Regions from separate parts of the Mus musculus genome. Here region 2 is linked to region 1. The links are chromatin contacts, called in public targeted proximity ligation maps. All regions are on one chromosome and are shown on one strand. The core of a region is the stretch at or near the end of the contact, and the rest is flanking DNA. Distances in the headings are between cores, read along the strand shown. Region 1 holds the start of Zp1 (zona pellucida glycoprotein 1). Region 2 holds the start of Ms4a8a (membrane-spanning 4-domains, subfamily A, member 8A).

Region 1 (3,872 bases), core at 658-3,157:
TCTTACAATTGCTGAACAGAAAACCAAGAAGACATTAGGTGATTGGCACCCCCTTCACCACTTTCCCCGTAGCTAATGCCTTCTAATAGTCTCAGGCATGTTTCGCTGTCAATAACCTGGTAGATACATCTCCTAAGCTTTCCCGGTATCTATCTAGGATGCCATGTTTATTCCATTATCTATTCTTATTTTATATTATTTCATTTATTATGCTTAAGCACTGCTTATCAAAAATGCTTGGGACTAAAGGTGTTTTATATTTGTGTGTGCATGTGTGTTCTGTGAGCACCCATGCATGAGGAGAGGCCAGAGCAGGATGTCTGGTACCCCACTGCCTTAGTTTGTTTTCCAATACTGTGATAAACAGCATGACCAAAAGCAAACTGGGGAAGAAAAGATTAATTTCATTTTATATTTACAGGTAACAAATAGTGCATCACTGGGGGGAGTCAGGACAGGAGGAAACCACGGAGGAATGCTGCTTACTAGCTTGCTCCTCGTGACTCGCTCAGCTTACTTTTTTGTACAAACCAGGACCACCTGCCCATGCGTAGCACCACCCACAGGGCCTAGGCCCTCCTGGGTCAATCACCAATCAAGAAGACTCCCCTACAGGTCAATCTGATTTCTACAGGTCAACTGAGGTTTCTTCTCCCAGATGACTCTAACTTATGTCAAGCTGGCAAAAAATGAACCAGCACACCTGTTCATTACTGCGCCTGATTCCTTTGGGACGGGATCTCTCAGTGAATCTGGAGCTAGGCTAGCAGCCAGAAAGCCCCAGTAATCCTTTTATCTCTGATCCCAAGAGTCATGGTGTTACAAACACCTGGCTGTTTACATGGATGCTGGGAATTTGAACTCAGATCATCATACTTACATAACAAGCACTCTCTCCTCTCTCTCTCTCTCTCTCTCTCTCTCCCTCTCTTTCTCTCTCCCTCTCTCTCTCTCCCTCTCTCTTGCTCTCTTGCTCTCTCTCTCCCTCTCTTTCTCTCTCCCTCTCTCTTGCTCTCTTGCTCTCTCTCTCTCTCCCTCTCTCTCTCTCTCTCCCTCTCTCTCTCTCCCCCTCTCTCTCTCACTCTCTCTCTCTCTCTCTCTCCCTCTGTAGCCCAGGCTGCCTTCAAACTTATGATCCTCATGTCTCAGCCTCCCATGTGCTGGGATTGCAGGCATGTACCACCATGTGGACCCAGCAACTGGATTTTGATTTGTGCTGTATCATGTGTGTAATGTGTGACTCATCACAAGGTCAAGAACAGACTTCCACTTTTGCCATCATATTGGTGCTCAGAATATTTCAGACATTCGTGCATCTGGGATTTTGTGTTTTCTAGCAGAGGATGTGATCGCCAAGGATTAACTATGAGAACACTGAGAGGCGCTACCACCAGTCTCTGATTGCTTACCACCCACCACCCTCATTCTGCCAGCTCTGCCAGGAGCTGGGCTTGAGTGGGGGCAGGGAGTAACCTTGTATTCAGTTTCCAGGGTCCTGACAGGTAGAAGGAAACCCTGGAAGAAGGATACCTGGGCAGAAAGTTCCCACACCCATGTGAGACTGGGAAGCACCCAGTCAGTGGACTGAAGCATTCAGGAATGACTGCTGTCCTATAGCCTTCCTGCAGCCTCTTTGCTAGAAATCCCTGGGTAGTCCCAGCTGCCACAGAAAATTGGTGAGGGGTCAGGAGCAGCTTTCTAAAGATCCTTGATAGACCCAGGATGGAACGTGCCTTCTCCTGCCTCAGGGGAAGGAGTTTCTCCATAGCCCCTTGTAGGCTAAGCAGCTGCTCCCCCAGGTGGATCTCCTTTGCCCCTAGAGGCTACCACTTCCTGCCTGATGCATATAAAGATTTGGCCCCCCAAGTAGGATGATGGGGAAATCATAGAGACTGTTGTGGGTGTCTGTGCTGACAGACAGGGACCTCCATCATGGCCTGGGGTTGTTTTGTGGTCCTGCTTCTGCTGGCGGCAGCTCCCCTGAGATTGGGTCAGCGCCTGCATCTCGAGCCTGGCTTTGAATACAGCTATGACTGTGGGGTACGGGGCATGCAGCTGCTGGTGTTCCCTAGGCCAAACCAGACTGTCCAATTCAAGGTGCTGGGTGAGTGCTGGCAGACACCCTTCCCAATTTCCCATGCCTAGTCCCAAGCCCAGCCTGCTGCAAGGAGGGAGCTGCACCTCTTCCCGGGGGCAGGCGCTGGAGGAGAAGAGGCCAGTCACTCAAGAGGGCTGCAAGAACCAGCCTCTTGCCCATCACCACACAGAGACAGGACTCTCCTGTGCCCTGTGCACAACAATCACCTGTAGGAAAGACAGGCCCTGACTCCAAATGCTGGGCTCTCAACTTCCAGCTGCAAGCTTCGGGCCCACAAAACACCCTTGGGGGTGTGATTTAATGTAGAGAATAGGTGTGTGTGTGGGGGGGGGGGTTCTGTGTGATGATTTGAATCTCACTTTCAGAGCAGCATCTGCGAGGTGAGAAAGATGACCCCCTTCCCACACACACACTTGCCCTGTGCATGGAAAAAGAAGGGTGAGGGCAGCCCGGGGTGAGGTAGGATGGGGTGGGGTAGGGGTTCGGTGTTTGCTGTTCTGAAATAACAATGCAAGTGAGCAGGTGTCCCCAAATGAGACAGTTAAGATGACAAATAAGCTTCCTTCTTTCACTCTGCCCTCATTTCACTCCTATTGTGTTGGTCTGAGTCCTTGGGATTCCTAGATGCCTCAGCCAAGGTACGTGGTTAACTAAACTTAGGCTATAAGGTGTTCAGTCTGTGTCTGACACCCTGTGAACACTCCCTTATCCCAGCTACCAAGAGCCAACGACAGAAGTGAAAACCAAAACCAGAAAGGGAAAGACACTTGTCTAAGGCCACACAGCTGAGCTAGCAAGAAAAACTAGGTCTTGAAACAAGCCCGCCTCAAGAGCTTTTCAGAGGTTCCCAGCAGCCCTTTGCCCTCCAGCACCTGAGACTCCCTCCCCAATCTCCTCCCCCTACCCAGATGAATTTGGGAACCGGTTTGAGGTGAATAACTGCTCTATCTGCTACCACTGGGTGACCAGTGAGGCCCAGGAGCACACAGTATTCTCAGCTGATTACAAAGGCTGCCACGTTCTAGAGAAGGTAAGGAGAGTCACATGTGAGGACAGAGGGAGATTGTCCTAACTGCCCCTTATGACCAGAAAAGAATAGAGCCTATGAGGGGTGGGGAGTGGGTAGGTGACGGGTTAGATCCTGAGATACGCCACAAATCGGCTCCCTCTCCACCAGGGATGCTCAGTTTCCATTAACAGCAGCCAGCCTGGGTGGCAACCACTCCAGGACTGGGTGTAGTCAACAGCCAGGCACCATGCTCTGGCCTCCAGCCCAGCCCTCACGCTCACCTGAAGTGTCAGGTGGCCACACTCAGCTGCTCTCTATGGCTCTCTCATCTGCAGGATGGGCGGTTCCACCTGAGGGTGTTCATACAAGCCGTCCTACCCAATGGCCGTGTGGATATAGCACAAGATGTCACACTGATCTGTCCCAAACCAGACCACACCGTGACTCCGGACCCCTACCTGGCTCCACCCACCACACCTGAGCCTTTTACACCTCATGCTTTTGCCCTTCACCCCATCCCTGACCACACCTTGGCTGGGTCTGGCCACACTGGTCTCACTACGTTGTACCCAGAACAGAGCTTCATCCATCCAACTCCTGCTCCGCCATCCCTAGGACCTGGACCTGCTGGATCCACTGTACCTCACTCCCAATGGGGCACGCTGGAGCCCTGGGAATTGACTGAGCTGGATTCTGTAGGTATGTGGGCCTTCTCTGTGTACAGTCTGTGTCTTGGGACCTTTGAGCTCTAAACAGTCATTTCCT
Region 2 (3,872 bases), core at 936-3,435, 160 kb before region 1:
AGAGGGTCCCCCCACCTCCCACCTTCCACCTCCCAAGTTTGCATATTTCCATTCATTTTACTCGGGGCTTCACTCCTATTCCCCACCCCAATATCTGATCATGTTCCCCTTTTCCTCTGTCCCTCTCCTATCCAGTTGCCTTCCTCCCTCTTCCCTCTGATTTGGATTAAAATGTTTTTAATAAGTCAAAATACAATTCCTGGGGCTAGGGAGATGAATTTGTGAACTAAATGCCTGCTGAGGCAGCATAAGGACCTGTGTTCAATCCCCATGAAGAAAAGGTAGATAAGGCAGAGTGCTTCTGTCACTCCAAGGCTGGATACCCAGAGCTCACTGACCAGCCAGTCTGGTGGGATCCGTAAGCTTCCAATTCATTGTGAGACCCCAAAACAATTCTCTAACATCTCTAAATATAAAGCAAAGGGGCAGGAGGAGCCATACCACTCCTAGAGATCTGTGAACAGTTAATTGATGGTTGCTGAGGGAAGGAAAGACATTTCTTTCATCAGGATAGCCATATGTAAGCCACCCATGCACCCGAAAGTAAATCCTCAAAAGGTTTCCATACGTGATCTTTATTAAACATATTGCTCGCTAAAAATAAAGAAGAGAAGCATGAGGAAAGATGGGGGCTGGTTGGTAAAAGGAAGAGGATCAACGGGAGTGAAAGGAATACAGGAATAATGACAGGTGACTGTGATCAAAATAAGGTATTGAGTGTATAAATCAGAATATGCTCATCATTACATATAACTAATATATGCTAAATGTAACTTTTTGAAAAATGAAAAATAAGGCAAAGTATATAGTATATAATTGTATGAAACACCAGAGTGAACCTCATCATTATATACAACTAATATATGCTAAAAGTAACTTTTTGAAAAATGAAAAAATAAGACAGAGGAAAACATCTAGACTTCTGACCTATAGACACACACACATCATGCATGGACACACACACATACACATACACACAATAAAACAATATCAAATTTGAAGAAATGATCCCACAGATAAGGTCTAATAAAAAGCTGGCTTTAAAAACTTGGGGGCAAATCTGAAAAGGGTATTGGCAAGGTTTGATTGAATTAGAATTTTTCATCCTTTTTGCTTTCAATGTCCCTTGTGTGTGCCTACCCAAAACTTGTCCTGTGCTTTCTTCCCTTCTTGGCTTTGTCCCTTTCGATAGCCTCTGCCTATAATGTTCTTTCAGTTGGTCAGCTTGCAAAGTGCCAGCCATCCTCTCATCTCAGTGTGCTCAGTCAGGGAGAGTCTAATGAGTGTCTTTCGTATGCCAATTGGAATTTTTAAAAAGTCAATATGTCACATCTGATTCCAAAGACCTCACTGCTCCAGTACAGCAGTTCTCAGACAAGATCCTTATTTTCCAGGTGAGATAAAAATAAATGGAAGGGGGGCTGGTGAGATGGCTCAGTGGGTAAGAGCACCCGACTGCTCTTCCGAAGGTCAGGAGTTCAAATCCCAGCAACCACATGGTGGCTCACAACTGACTCCCTCTTCTGGAGTGTCTGAGGACAGCTACAGTGTACTTACAATAAATAAATAAATAAATAAATAAATATAAATAAATAAATAAATGGAAGGGAAGAGAGAGATGACTCCATGGTTAAGAGACATCTGCTCTTGCAGCATACCCAAGTTCTATTCTCAGCAACCACATGGTGGTTCACAACTGTCTGTGAGAGCAGTCACTGCACACACAAAGCAGATAAGCATACATAGAGGCAAAATATCCATACACGTTACATAAAAGTAAATGACTTTAAACCTATGGAAGAGAGTTGAGTGTAACTTTCATTTTATCCATTGATTCCATCTTTTCTCATTGCAGTTCAATGATTTCAAGTGTCTAAGCACTCCAGCTCCACAGCTCTCTCTGTGTTCTCCTGGGATCATGTATTTCTTTGCTGTGAAACTGAGTCAACCTGTCCTCTATTTCAGCACAGTACATCCAGCCCTGAATGTCCAGGTCATTCTTTTGTCTCCTAGAACACCCAGCACAACCTCAACTCTCCATTCAGGCACCTTGAAGCCCTTGACAAAATGAGCTGTATTTAATTGGTTCCATAACTAAAACAGGAAGCAAATGTGGGTGTGGAAGCTCTGACCAGCTGCTGACCCAGGCCTCACCCAGGAAAGAAGTAGAGAGGACTTTGGATCATTCTAAATGAATCGCCCAACTGCACAGGGTGCAGTCAATCTCTCGGGGAGTAAGTTTTCTACAGCAAAGAGTTGGGAACCGGAGCAAGAGAGACTTACTTGGCAACCGGGCACAGTAAGGTGAGTGTGTGTGATCAAATGGTTATATGAATTGCTGATGAATGGAGATAAGGGGTTTGTGTCAAATGAGACATGGGGAATGTAAGTGGATGAAAGACGCTGGAGAGGTATATTGGGTGAAAAACATAGAAGGGTGTATTGTACTTATTTTATTGTGTCTGTTCCAAAAACAGAATGGAAGAAGAGAAACTTTTAAAGGTATACCACTCACTGGGTATGGGTTAATGCTGAGACCCACAGGGTAGAAGGATAAAATCAACTCCCACCAGTTATCTTCTGGCCTCCAAGTGTGTAACATGGAAGGCACACATACACACATACACACACAAATAATAAAATGGCCCTAGAAAATTAAACCAGACAACACACACACCCACTACACTGACAATAGACTTCCCTTGAGCACAATGGCCTCCATTTTTCTAATATGTACATGACATTGGAGAAGTCAACACTACTGTCACACTCTGTTTCCTTTTCCAAAATCTAAGAGAACTAAACTCCATGTTCCCCAAGAGTCTTTCTACCTGTGGGACTCTGAGATCAGATAATTCCACTGTACACAAAACAGGATCAAGATAGTAGGAGACATGCAAAGAGTGAAATGGCACAGCCTGGCTTCCGGGAGTGCCTAGCCTCTCCGGGCTTTACTTTTTCATCCATGGGACAAGTTAAAACTGTAAGAGAAGCATTTGTAAAGTGTTGGTTGCCTGGCACTTACCTGGCATATGCCTGGCATTCTCAACAAGCCCTGAAATAGAAGTTTAACATTATCTCTAAGATGGTGTTAACAAATAGGTGGGGTTGAATTGCTCAGGTAAAAATCATTCTTGGTTATTTTAAAGTGTTTAATGTCCTATGTGTGTGCGTGTGCATGCACATGATCAAGTATGTGTGTTCACATGTATATGGAGACCACAGGACTATATAGGGTGTCTCCCTTACTCGCTCTCCAGAGATCCCATCTCTCCTGTCCCACAGGTGCACCTAGCAATAAAGACAATATCAATAGACTTGTTATTATTATTAATTACTGTTATTATACTTTATTTACTTATTGTTTATGGTCACACAAGTGCCACTAAATGTTCTTGGAAATTAGAGAACAAATTTTAGGAATCAGTTCTCTCTTTCCACCACGTGAGTCTCAGGGTCCAAACTCAAGGTCACCAGGCAGAAATGACTTTACCTGCTGAGTCGTCTCACTGGCCCTACACTTGGCTTTTTACAAAAGGTGCTGGGAAATCTAAACCCATATCCTAATGTTTGTTGAGCAAGTGGCTACTGACTGAGCTGCCTCCCCAGCCTCTTGAAGTCTTTTTAAAATGTAAACACAGTATATAAATGATGAGTGATTCTGTTGTATTTCTTTTTCGTCAGCATGAATACAGTAACTTCACCGGGCCCCATGGCCAATTCTGTATATGTGGTGGCACCGCCCAACAGTTATCCTGTGGTCCCAGGAACCGTGCCTCAGATGCCTATTTATCCCAGCAATCAGCCTCAAGTCCATGTGATTTCTGGTCATCTGCCTGGTTTGGTGCCAGCTATGACCGAACCGCCTGCCC

What was found.
Region 2: a contact with region 1 is called in a targeted proximity ligation map of pancreatic cancer cells. A contact is called at or near these places in 1 of 130 datasets of targeted methods (pancreatic cancer cells) and 1 of 9 other capture datasets (liver).

The regions. Positions count from the first base shown.
Region 1 is chr19:10,918,636-10,922,507 of GRCm38.p6, reverse strand. It overlaps Zp1 (zona pellucida glycoprotein 1), which reads left to right and starts at 1,907. Exons shown (of 12, transcript NM_009580.2): 1 at 1,907-2,104; 2 at 3,007-3,128; 3 at 3,443-3,806. The coding sequence starts at 1,933.
Region 2 is chr19:11,079,416-11,083,287 of GRCm38.p6, reverse strand. It overlaps Ms4a8a (membrane-spanning 4-domains, subfamily A, member 8A), which reads left to right and starts at 2,185. Exons shown (of 7, transcript NM_022430.2): 1 at 2,185-2,304; 2 at 3,685-3,872. The coding sequence starts at 2,192.